Linked DNA regions of Mus musculus: region 1 is linked to region 2. The links are chromatin contacts, called in public HiChIP or PLAC-seq maps. All regions are on one chromosome and are shown on one strand. The core of a region is the stretch at or near the end of the contact, and the rest is flanking DNA. Distances in the headings are between cores, read along the strand shown. Region 1 has its middle 40 kb from the start of I0C0044D17Rik. Region 2 holds the start of Kank4 (KN motif and ankyrin repeat domains 4).

Region 1 (5,552 bases), core at 3,048-5,547, 48 kb after region 2:
AACCCGGGGTAGCATTGATATTATCATGCATTGCTTTAGAGCTAAGCCTCCCCATAGCTAAGACAAAATGAGAAATATGCCTCCTGTTGTGTTTCACTTTTAAAAAGAATCTTTACTGCCCTTCCCACCCCTAGAACCAGGCATGCATCCTATTCAGTCGTTCATCAGCAAAAGCCAGCCACTTCTCAGCCCTTCCAAAGACACACTTGAGAGTCTAATATTCTCATGTTATAGATGGGTAATGAATCCTCTCCCTCTCCCTCTCTTCCCTTTCTTCCCTGTTCTGTCTGTCTGCCTTCCTTCCTTCCTTCCTTCCTTCCTTCCTTCCTTCCTTCCTGTCTGTCTGTCTGTCTGTCTTTCTTTCTTTCTTTCTTTCTTTTCTTTCTTCCTTTCTCTCTTGGAAAAAAGACATTTGTTTCTGACACCAAACTCTAAAGCTAAATTGTGGGTGTGGTTTCTTATAGAAGGTAAACAATGTCTTCATGAACATAGACATGTCACAGTCCACATGGTCACTTCTGGTATCAGACCCCAGCATAGGCAAGGCATAGAACATTCAGTCTGTGGGAACTGGTGGGTTATAAGTAGCACTGATCTCTTGCATAGCCATGAACTACTGTGCTCTGTCTAACTGCACACAAGCAGCAGCAATATTATATGTATGACCTCCCATATTGCTCTGTTCTGTACTCTAATATGGCCAGGAAATGTCAGGCTGAAAGATTTCAGAAGAAATTTTAAAGTAGAAGTTTTTAAAGCCCTATCCATTGTATCAGTATATGTTCCTGAACATTGTGAAAAATACCAAAATACTTCAGTAGCAGAACATGCCAACATGTCTTCACACAATAAGGTGACAATCAAGAAGGACAGGGTCCCTTGGTTTCAAGTTTGGAGATCAAAGCTGTTCACAGAGATTGAGGAGGAGACAAACTGGATGAAGACATCAGCTGTCACTCACCAGCTCCATCACAGGAATGGTCTCTGTTGTTTGGTAGTCGAGGGCCTGTTTCCTTCAATGGACCAGTGACTTTCTGTGACAGAGTAACTTAATGCAGAGCTCCACACATTGCTCAGGAGACATCTTTATCTGAGGCACATCTGTTAACATGTCTAGGACAGCGAATATGAGGACTGTGTGTAGGTAAACAAACTGTCTTATGTCCACATTAAGGGGAACAGGATCCTTATGCTGTGATTTTACTTTGCTTTCTCTGTGATGTGTTGGTTTTCCTTTAAACAGGGCCCTCCACTTCGGAGGGGTTCTTTGTACAAGAAAGTATGTTTATATTTTGAAGTCTTAAATTTTTCATGAAGAACGCATTCTGAAAGCATATTTTGCTGTGATAAAGACATTTCTGAGATTAGAAAATTCTATGAAGTACTGAGGTTTAAAAATTCTTCTGTGGGGTTGCTGGAATGTCTTTGAGGCTGAAAGCCCCTGCTCAGCTTGGAGTTGATCCCCAGTGTCCAAGACAGAGGGAGAAGACTGACTCTAAAGACTGTTTTCCGGCTTTCACATAAGCGCACACACACACAAAATAATAATATTAATAATTTTTTTGCCATCAAGTTGCCATGACATACACAAACCCACTTACTTATACAGAACTGTTTGTAAGGCCACTGGGCAACTACAAAGCCAACATCCTAAGAAAGGGATATAGCAGTCCCAGATAGTCGATTAATGGATAGAGCTTGCAGGTCCTTCCAGGAATATTATCTGTTCCCCATTTTATTGCAGGCATCTTAATTCAGCATCCAAAGAGCAAGGGCATTGGATTGTAAATTTCTCCAAAGATGAGAATCCCCCGGATGGATATAAGGACACATGCTGAGGTCACTGAGCCCTCTTTGGGGCGTTCTGATTAAATGACCCAAGCTGGGACCCAAAAACCAGGCTTGTGCTGTTGTGTATATGCTGCTTGTGCATTTTTTGTTTGTTTGGTTTTTGTTTTTCTGAGACAGGGTTTCTCTGTGTAGCCCTGGCTGTCCTGGAACTCACTCTGTAGACCAGGCTGGCCTCGAACTCAGAGATCCACCTGCCTCTGCCTCCCAAGTGCTAGGAATAAAGGCATGCCCCACCACTGCCTGGCCAGAGAAAAAATTTAATTGGGGCTGGTTTACAGTTTCAGAGGTTCAAGTCATTATCACCATGGCGGGAAGCATGGCAGCATGTAGGCAGACATAGTTCTGGAGGAGCTGAGAGTTCTACATCTTGTTCCAATGGCAGCCAGGAAGAGACTGTCTTCCATGGGCAGCCAGGAGGAGGAGTTTGAACATAGGACCTCAAAGCCCACCCACACAGTGACACACTTCCTCTAATTATAAGGCCACACCTCCTAACAGTGCTACTTTCATGGGCAAGCATATTTAAACCACCATAGTTGGTCTGTGACTAAGATCTTCTTATGGGGCAACAACTCAATAAGACCCATGAAAAGCAACAGCAGATTTGTTTTGTACTGATTAGAACTGTGAACGACCTTCCTCTTTAAGTCTTCTGATGGGTCCTGAAGAAGTATCCTACACTGTGCCCTGCTGCGCATATTTCTCCCTAGACCTGAGACTTACTGCTTTAAACATCAAGAAGTGGTTTCAGAAACTCACAAATCCACCTGATATGGAAAGGGGGGGGGGGGCAGGAAGGAAGAAGAGAGAGAAAGATTAACTGTTCCTTTTTTGGAAAGCTTCACTCATACTCAACATATGTTTAAAGGTATATTAGAAAGACTTTTGCCGGGCTGGTGAGATGGCTCAGTGGGTAAGAGCACCTGACTGCTCTTCCTTCCTGCCTTCCTTTCTTGGAAAAAAGAATTCAGGTTAGCTTGGAGGTGGCAAGGTCAGAGGTGACCTTGGTCCTTCACTGATTTGTGTTGTTTCAAACCGAGGGCAAATGGCTGAGGTGTCTATTTAACTTATCAAAGCAGATCTGGCCTTGAGGTTTTCCAGCATTCCTCAGTCCCTACCTGCAGTTAGGTTATTTGTTTGTTGGTGAAATGAGCCAATTCAAACAAGGTTAGACTATAGTAAAGGTGGTAGAGTTCACTGGCCCCAAGGAAGGAAGCCAGGGAAGTCACCATGGGTAGGTCAGGTGGGGGTGGGGGTTAGAGAAAGGGCACGGGCACTAGTGTACAAAGAGAAGGGGAGGGGGGAGGGGGAGGGGCAGGGGAGGGGGAGGGGGGAGGAGGAGGAGGAGGAGGAGGAGGAGGAGGAGGAGGAGGAGGAGGAGGAGGAGGAGGAGGAGGAGGAGGAGAGAGCAAAATAAAACGTCTGGATTATATAGGGAGGAGCCTCTACAGGAAGGGCCGCTCAGCCCCTGGGCTGGAAAATGGGTTTGCCAGGTATGGACTGAGGGATGCTGAAAGGATCTGGTGGCCAAGCCTGCTTTGACATGTAAAATGTGCACCTCAGTCCCTTGTCCCAGGGTCTCAAACCAACAACCACCCTCTACCCTAAACTCTCCAGCCCAGGGACTGGGCTGCGTTTCCCCTAGAGACTCATACAAAGCAGACATTTTGGTTGCCTACCCCTTTGTGTACCCTTTGCCTCCTGGATGCTGCACCTGGTTCCCCTGTCTTCCCTCTCCCTTCCTTTCCCCCAGCTCCCACATGGCCCACCTCCGTCTGGTCATATCCACTCTGGACTCTCCCAGATGTCCCTGCCTCCCTTTTATCTACTCTCCTCTTTATCTATAATAGACTTTCTCCTCCACCATACCTAGGAGCAGTCATGTCCTTTCCTTTCCTTTTACATTTTTTTTCGTTCAATATTTTGAACTTTTTAAAATTAGTGGACCAAATAAACACTAGAGAGCCATTTCCCCTACAACTATCATATGACTAGACTGTTGTCTGACAGGATGAGGGGGCCATGGAGGACCACACTGTCAAACTTGAAACTCAAAAAAAAAAAAAAAAAAAAAAAAAAAAGCTCAGGGGCTGGTGAGATGGCTCAGCAGGTAAGAGCACCCGACTGTTCTTCCGAAGGTCCAGAGTTCAAATCCCAGCAACCACATGGTGGCTCACAACCATCCGTAATGAGATCTGACTCCCCCTTCTGGAGTGTCTGAAGACAGCTACAGTGTACTTACATATAATAATAAATAAATAAAAAAAAAAAAAAAAAAAAAAAGCTCTCCTCCTCTTCATTTACAACCCAGGCTGTCTTCGCATTTCAGTCTGAACCCAGAAGGAAGGTTCTGGGCTCTGGGCCAGCAGCATCTTTCTCTTTTCAGGACTGGCTTTTCTTCCTATTTCTTTATAGACTGCAGAAGAGCAGAAAAATCTGCAACACATTATGCACCTTTGACGGAAATAAAATACAAGTGGACTAGGTCAATTTCCCACGGATACCAGAGCCAGACCCTCATTTTATTTTCAGAAACATGGGGGGTGTTTGGCTACATACCCAACCCACGATTGAGAGACCAGGGTATACTGCGCACGCGCTGTACCTCTCCTGTGCTTCCTCGCCCTGTTTCTAATGCCCTGCCCCACAGTGGAATTCCAGGGCCACAGCCTAGGTCTCGTTGGAGCTTTTCAAAGGTCCCTTCTTCGCAAAGCCCTGAAATTCCTGACATGTACTAAATGGGGTTTGGGGTGGGGAGATCCATCATGGTAAGTAACTTAGAGAAGAAAAAAAAAAAAAAGACTTGCAATGAAACAAGCGTTTTCTGACCAGGAAGAATAACAGAGACAAACAGAGCCCCAGATGGTTTTATTTGCTGAGCTGTGTGTCTGTTCCGCACAGTTTCCTGAGCTCCACGCTCTTTTTGTTAATTTGCATTTGAACCAAACCGGATTTTTATACAAGAGCCAAGACCCAGGGTGAGGAAGTTGCAGTAATAAAAATAAGTTAGGTGTTATGTAATGTGTGTAAACCATATATATATATATGTATGTGTGTGTGTGTGTGTGTGTGTGTGTGTGTGTGTGTGTGTGTATGTGTATGTGTATGTGTATGTGTATGTGTATGTGTATGTGTATGTGTATGTGTATGTGTATGTGTATGTGTATGTGTATGTGTATGTGTATGTAGTGTCTCACTATTTAGCCCTGGCTGGCTGGCCTGGAACTCACCATGTTGTCCAGGTTGGACTTAAACACAGTGATCCCCAGCTGCCTCTGCCTCCTAAGAGCTGGGATTGAAGTTTTGCATGTGCACCTGGCCACCTGTGACTCTTCTTGATAGGAACTTTTATTAAAGCCCTAGGAAGCAGCGACTAATTTTCTTCCTTTTTCAGCAGAGAGAGCCCCAGAATCTTAAGAAGTAACAACCCTCACCCACCGACAGATTGGTGACTCTCACACTTGTGCCTGTAATCCTGTGACAAACCTTATTTACTTGGTTACCTGCTTAATTTAATTAAGGATTTACTTTAAAGTTATAAGAAATGTTTTGTCGTGGCTGCCGGGTATGTCATGAAAGGGAGCAGGCTGCTGCATGAAGTTCTGCACGCTAAGCACTATATAACTACTGGGGAGGCAGCTGTAGTTTATAGAACAGACGGTCGGACACTGGCTCCATGGCCAGCTACCTTGGATGAGCAC
Region 2 (6,203 bases), core at 3,417-5,916:
TTGAAACGCAATAAAAAGTCAAACAATAATGATAAAGTTTTATCAAAAATGATAAAATGCCCTTCTTCCACACACACCCAACGTCATGACTGGTAAATGTAGACCCAGTCAAACTCTACCCAACTTGAAACTGTATCTTTTAAACTTTCCCCAAAGATTAGGAGGGCTACATCCTCCTAGATGGAAGGCTGTTGAAGCAAGGAACAGGCAGTGAGAGAAGCAGGTGGGAACTCCTGAGAGCCCCAGCCAGTATCCTGCGAGATGGTCATGCGGCCACACCACTGTGGAAGGGAGGAGAATCAAGGGCTGCTCTCCATCTTCATGAAACAAACTCCCCCTGTGCCACAGCTCTCTGCTCTTTGTCACTTGATGTCAGAGGCCCAACCCAGAAATCTATACTTAAGGAAACTCAGCAAACACAAATACACACAAACACATACATGCATGTACATACGCACAGATGCATACACACATAAACACACATACATGCAGACTCACATTCACACACATATATACACACAATACTTTTACACACACTCATGTATAATTGTGAGTTAATAAATTGCATTTATTTTTACTCCAGGGAAAAATTGAGGGGGCCTGAAACTTTTTATTTTCCCTGACCTTGCCTATGTCCCCAGAAAGCCTGTTGTGGGCTAGAAGCAGGTAAGACAGTCAAGGGCTCCTACGAGAAAACCCAGTGGGCACTTTTTCTTGAAGCAAGAATACCTTTCCTCAGGACCAGTGAACTACAGCTGTCTGAGCAGCACATGAATATCTACTTGAAATCCTGGGACCACATTTACTTTATTTGGAAATATGACCTGTGTATTTTCAGAGGAGGAACCCTCTTCTCTTTCATCGATGGAGACCAGAAGCCATTCCACACCAGGCCTAACAGAAGCCTTTCAGTCCACCCTTCACCCAGGCGATTCCGAGCCACAGAGAAATTAGGCTTCAACTGTAAAGCACACAGCTGATCAGCAGTGTGTCTGGGCTCCCATTCCAGATGCCTTGGCCTTCTAGCCTCCTCCCATTTCCTCTACCACAAGAAGAGCACAGAGTGGGTCTCTCTGCCTGAGGTCCAGGGCTAGACAGCTCTGCCCAATCCCAGTGTTACTTCCAAGATCCTACACACAGTGACCGACCTTTCTACCTTTCATTTCCTCCTCTGTGCACTGGAGATTTTGAGGAACCGACCCAAACATGGCTGTAAGGACTGAGGGCGCCGGGTAGACGTACGTTTGCACTATTCTTATGTCTAGTTGCTCCTATTTCACACGCAGAATTGAGTGTATCTGCAGCAGCTGTGTCTGCATGACCCCCCAAATATTAGTGAGAAAGTACTGTTGTCAAATCTTTTACCATGAAGAGAGTGCAGGCCCCCTTTCAGATGATGTAATGCATGCCAAGGTTAGCTTTCCTGGGTCTTATTCTTCTGCTTCCTTGCAGTGCTGGAAACAAACCACTAGTCTACAGTGCCAGCCCTGAGCTCTGAGCTTTATGCGTTAGCATAGTTTTAGACATAGAAGTACTATGTATCCCCTACCTCCCTAGGCATGAAACAGTGAAGATGCCGCTTCCTTCTGCTACAGAGCAGAACCATATGCCTTGCACACACTCCTAAGAGACTGGGACCAGCACAGTGCCTGGCACATATCAGAGGCATGATGCAATTTTGATGCACACTGGAATGGGCGAGCCTGAAGCAAGCATCTTGTTGCAAAAAGCATGGGGTGGCAGCAAGCGCTCTATCCCCTTCTTAACATGCTCTGCGGGGAGCCAGTAGCTGAGCCTCTATTCTTACTGCCTGGCCCATCAGGCCCAATCCAGGGCTCAGATGATAACTGAAGTATGTGTGTTCCTCCTTCAGCTAAAACAAATGTAGTAATGAACGTTGTGGGCCAGGGGAGGCAAACAGGACAGGGAGATGGCTCATCTGTCTTCTTAATTGTCAACTCTGCCCATAATAAGACTTCCCCCTCCTGTTCTACCTTAGGCTCATGCTGAACTGAGACAATCCAAGATATCCATCTTGTAGTCATGAATAGTGGCCTTCACAAAATGCCAGGGATAGAGTGAGGCTGCTGTGTGGCTCAGAGAGGCTGGGCATACCAGAGGGAGCATGAGCCTGAGAGTCAGTAGTCTAGAATCTTTGCTCTTAACTAGCTGTGGGAACTCAGCGGTTAACTAGCTGTGGGAACTCAGCAGTTACTGTGTACCTCTCTGACCTCTGTTTTCTGGAAAATTACAGTCCCCAAGGTTTGGGAAATGGGGTGAGTCAAATGGGAATTGTATGCATGACACTGTACAGTTACATGCACTGGAGAAGAGGACCCGTAATTTTCTCAAAGATGCATGTATGTTATCCCTCCTCCATTAAAAATGAAGAAATACTAGATGATTTCGATCTCAAAAATAATCTACTGAGCACTTTCTATGTGTCCCTGCTCTGTGCCAGGCTCTTGAGATTCAAATATGACCGGAGAGTCCAGCATAAGGGGTTCTCAGTGCCACAGATGCTCATCACTACAGGCACATGTCCCAAGGCCACTGGAAACAAAGGCAAGGCAGCTTTTAACTCATGTGGTCAAGAAGACTGTGGAGAAGCTCACGCTTATGGTGGAGGTTGGTGGCAGCACGTGCATTCACTGCGTGAGGACGTGGAGAGGAGACAGGCAGCGTGTGCTAGAGGAACCACCTCAATTGTAATGTGGAGTGGCACACAGCAGTTGCAGAAGGCCAAGGGAGGGGTAGGAAGGCGGAAATGAGGCTAGCAAGGTTGGCAGGGGCCAGGTCCGATGCTATGTGGGCACCCCTCCCCACCCTACATCCTCTTTCCCCGCAACATGGATCCAACTGCACAGGACTGGATGAGCCACCACTTCCAACGCTATTTCCTTGAATGCTGAGCAAAGGTTTTTGCAAGCTTCGAGTTGGATGTGACAGCAGGAAACAGCATGGGGAAAGAACCATTGCTCTGAACCCTTAACAAAGGTGTAGGTAGAAAGCTCCCATCATGTTGTTTTTCTCTGTGCATTTGGCCTAGACAGGGGCCTCTAATAGGCCAACATCATGACTGAGAAAGGAAGACACACACTGATTAGCCCAGTCAGTGGAATGCAGAGCTAAGGGCCATGCCTATAGGGCTTTTGGTTCTCCTCTGCAAACAAAGGCTTTCAGTTCCTGCACAGGACTTGCTGCTGGGCAGGGTCCTCTCATAGGCTGCTTCCATCTGAAAGTCAATCCACCATCTAACCAGTTAGCTTTCAGCCTTCATTCTGACGCTCAGCCCATCCCCAGTTCTCAGGGAACCCAAGTTTAGAATCAGAGAACGCAGCAGAATTCTACACCAGAGTGATGTGATTCACTCCGTCTTGGTCATTGGACAGCAAGCTTCCTGAAGCCAGTGCACGGTTCTGTTTACCTTTGTATCTGAAAACCTTGCCTGATATCTGGTTCTGAACTTTTTTTGTGTGTGCTTTTTCTCTGGCTTTTACATCATTCCTACAACACACTGTCCCTGAGACACATCACGCCTCCTTGAGGTAGGAGGCTGGACTTTAAGGGCAATGCCAAAGTGGACCCCACTTCTGCTTCCTTGGGAAGCAACATGCTTTTCTGTGCCCTGTCTTGAGAAGCTAAGGAGCCCAATTTGGTTTACTCAGGTAGGTCCTCCGGGATTGCACTTTAAACTAGAGATGCCTTCTCTCTTGGCTGTAACCCCATCACTGGCTGCAGGTGATTCTCCCCTGGTCCTGTTTGCATAAGACTTTGCACAAGCCTCAGAGGACATCCTTGAAATGGAATAGCCTCTTTCTCCTGGAAAATGCCCACCCTGGTCTTACAAGTCTGTATCCCAGGATGCTTGGGAAGTAGTAGTCTGGTTTTCTGCAGCCCAGGGTAGCACGATGAGAGTAGGTTCCAGCCAAGCGTAGAATGCATGGACTTTTCAGCTCCTGTCTGTAACTGGTCAGTCTGCAGCGACAAAGTTCTGGGGTCAAAGATTTGACCTTAAAGAAGATGGGGAGGGGAGGAGAGCTAACCAAGAGGCACATGGGCTTGGCAAAGTATCCTCAGCCAGCGCCTAGCACACAGATGCAGGGCAGCCCTCCTCCCTCTGCCCAAGGTCGCATCCCATCATAGCTCTAGAAACTTCACCTAGGAGGAGGGAGGTGCGGGCTGGGGAACAGGCGCGATGTTTTGCAAAATGAAAGAGACTCGGCGATATTTAAGGTAGTCCTGTAAGCCAGCCGGGAGGCGCCCCCAGTCCCGTAAGCTGCATCCAGGACCGCAGCGTCCGTCTGAGGACAGCTGCGAGGGTCTGCACCACCTGAGTCTCAAGGACGACGAGATCCCCCTTCTACGGTCTCCCTAGTACCCAGAGCTGGAAAGCAAGAGCGGGTACCCTCCTTCCCCGACCCTCCGGACTCCCGGCTCAGGCTGCCGCAGCCTCTGCAGGGACGCGGCGCTAGCAGGGGTCGCGGAGCGCAGCGGGCGCAGCCTGGGTCGCGCGGGGCGTGTGTCCGGGGCGAGAGGACGCCAGACCACTTACCTTGGGGAACCGCGGGGTTCTGGCAGGAAGCGACCGCTGTGCAGGAGCAACGCGAGCTCCCACCCGGCTTCGGGGTGCACGCAGCTGCAGCTGCACGGTCTTCAGTGGCACGATCCTCCTTCCTCTGCACCGTCCGCGTCCGGCACGCACCGCGCGCCGCCGCACCCTGCTGTCCCGGGCGCGCACACCCTCCGGGCGCCCTCAGGTCGCCGGGCTGGGCCTGGAGCCGGGACGCACTAGCTGTGGGCACACCTACCGCGCCAGCTGCGGGACTGGGAGCGCAGGAGCCGGATCCTCGCCGCCGCCACCCGAGTCCCCGCCTTCCTGACGCGGCGCGGGCTTTGGTGTATAGGAAGGGGCAGAATTGCGACACCGAGGGGAGGGTCTTAGCCTTGGACAGAGTTAAGAAGAAAAACTTTTGGAAAAGAAACCAGAAAAGTCTCAGCCTGTGTAAGGCGCTTTCCAGATTTCCCCAGGGCTCCCCCGTGCGTTTTTCTAAGTTTGTCTAGACTCTGGAGTCTAGACGTTTCCGTCCCCACCATGGTGGAGAAACAGTATCAGACAGGGTAAGGGTAATAACTGCCCAAATCAGAACACGAACCAAGGCCTGACAACTGAGATCCTGTGAGCAGTGGGGTCCTAGCCCCAGTGTGGGGGTGTGAGAGTCGTTCACAACAGGACTTAGATGTCTCCTAAGCCATTTCCCTTCCAATTTCCTTCCAAATCCATGTTTCAGCTCCACATAAAAATCCGTCTTCTCTTCATACACCCATCTCCACAGCAGCTTTGTACCAATTAAAAGTTACTAAGCTTGAATGGACAGATAGCTAAGGACCACTTGGGCCAACACCTGGAAAGAGAAGTGGAGTGGTTTCTCCTAACCCCTCACAGAGAGGACCAACAGAAGGGGGAGGGAAGGAGATGGCAGCTGGCAGGTATCCAGAGTCCAGCTGTGACCTCCCCTGGCCCACCTTCCTAGAATCCATGCCCAGAAAGCAGCCCAAGGAGTTTTATTTTTGACATCGTGACCCAGATGGGACAGATAATTTGAATCAAGAGACATTTAATTTCCGTTTCGACAGAAACATAGTTATTAGGATGACTTCATTTCCACGAAGCTTTCATGATAGCAGTAACAAATGGGAATGATGGCCTCAGTGCTGGAGCCCAAATAGGAGTTGGGGGAGGGTCTGTGGCCCAAGGGAGAGCAGCCTCAGACTCTGCCTACTAAGGCCTGCTGGGTTATCCTCATCCGGTGAAAGGAAGGAATATGACAGGAGCGGCTCATTTTCCCAGAGAAGCCAGAAACCCAGACATTTAAGTGAGGTCTCTATTTTTTCCGACACCTCATTTTTAAAATGCCGCTCTTGCAGAGGACCCAGGTTTGATTCCCAGCGTTGGAATGATGGCTCACAACTGGTCACTTTAGTTTCAGCGTACCATACTCGTACTCTTCTGGCCTCCTGGTGCATTAGGCATGTATGTTCCTGGAGCACATACATAAACATACAATGCAGGTAAAATATTCAGACATATAAAATGAAAAGGAATGAATCTTACTTTAAAATGCTAAGCCCTAGCCAGGCAGTGGTGGCACATGTCTTTAATCCCAGCACTTGAGAAACAGAGGTAGGTGAATTTCTGAGTT

Evidence for each region. HiChIP or PLAC-seq counts read pairs in DNA pulled down with a chosen protein or histone mark.
Region 1: an H3K27ac HiChIP or PLAC-seq map of embryonic stem cells shows a contact between it and region 2, with 9 read pairs. The contact joins the enhancer-like site here to the promoter of Kank4 in region 2. A contact is called at or near these places in 3 of 39 promoter capture datasets (the HPC-7 cell line, embryonic stem cells and epiblast stem cells), 4 of 484 Hi-C or Micro-C datasets (embryonic fibroblasts and embryonic stem cells), 6 of 115 datasets of contacts at active chromatin or transcription factors (double positive thymocytes, embryonic stem cells, extraembryonic endoderm stem cells and 1 more) and 3 of 9 other capture datasets (adipose tissue, liver and pancreatic islet).

What each region holds. Positions count from the first base shown.
Region 1 is chr4:98,861,339-98,866,890 of GRCm38.p6, forward strand. No RefSeq gene overlaps it. Among named protein-coding and RNA genes, the nearest start is that of I0C0044D17Rik, 40 kb to the left of the region's middle. Within about 2 kb of position 4,298, at least 21 of the 459 cell types and tissues checked have an H3K27ac peak or open chromatin away from gene starts, as enhancers often do. A contact at or near this core is called in embryonic stem cells, where this site is marked.
Region 2 is chr4:98,812,871-98,819,073 of GRCm38.p6, forward strand. It overlaps Kank4 (KN motif and ankyrin repeat domains 4), which reads right to left and starts at 4,667. Exons shown (of 10, transcript NM_172872.3): 1 at 4,556-4,667. It overlaps I0C0044D17Rik (RIKEN cDNA I0C0044D17 gene), which reads right to left. Exons shown (of 3, transcript NR_151512.1): 3 at 5,605-6,203.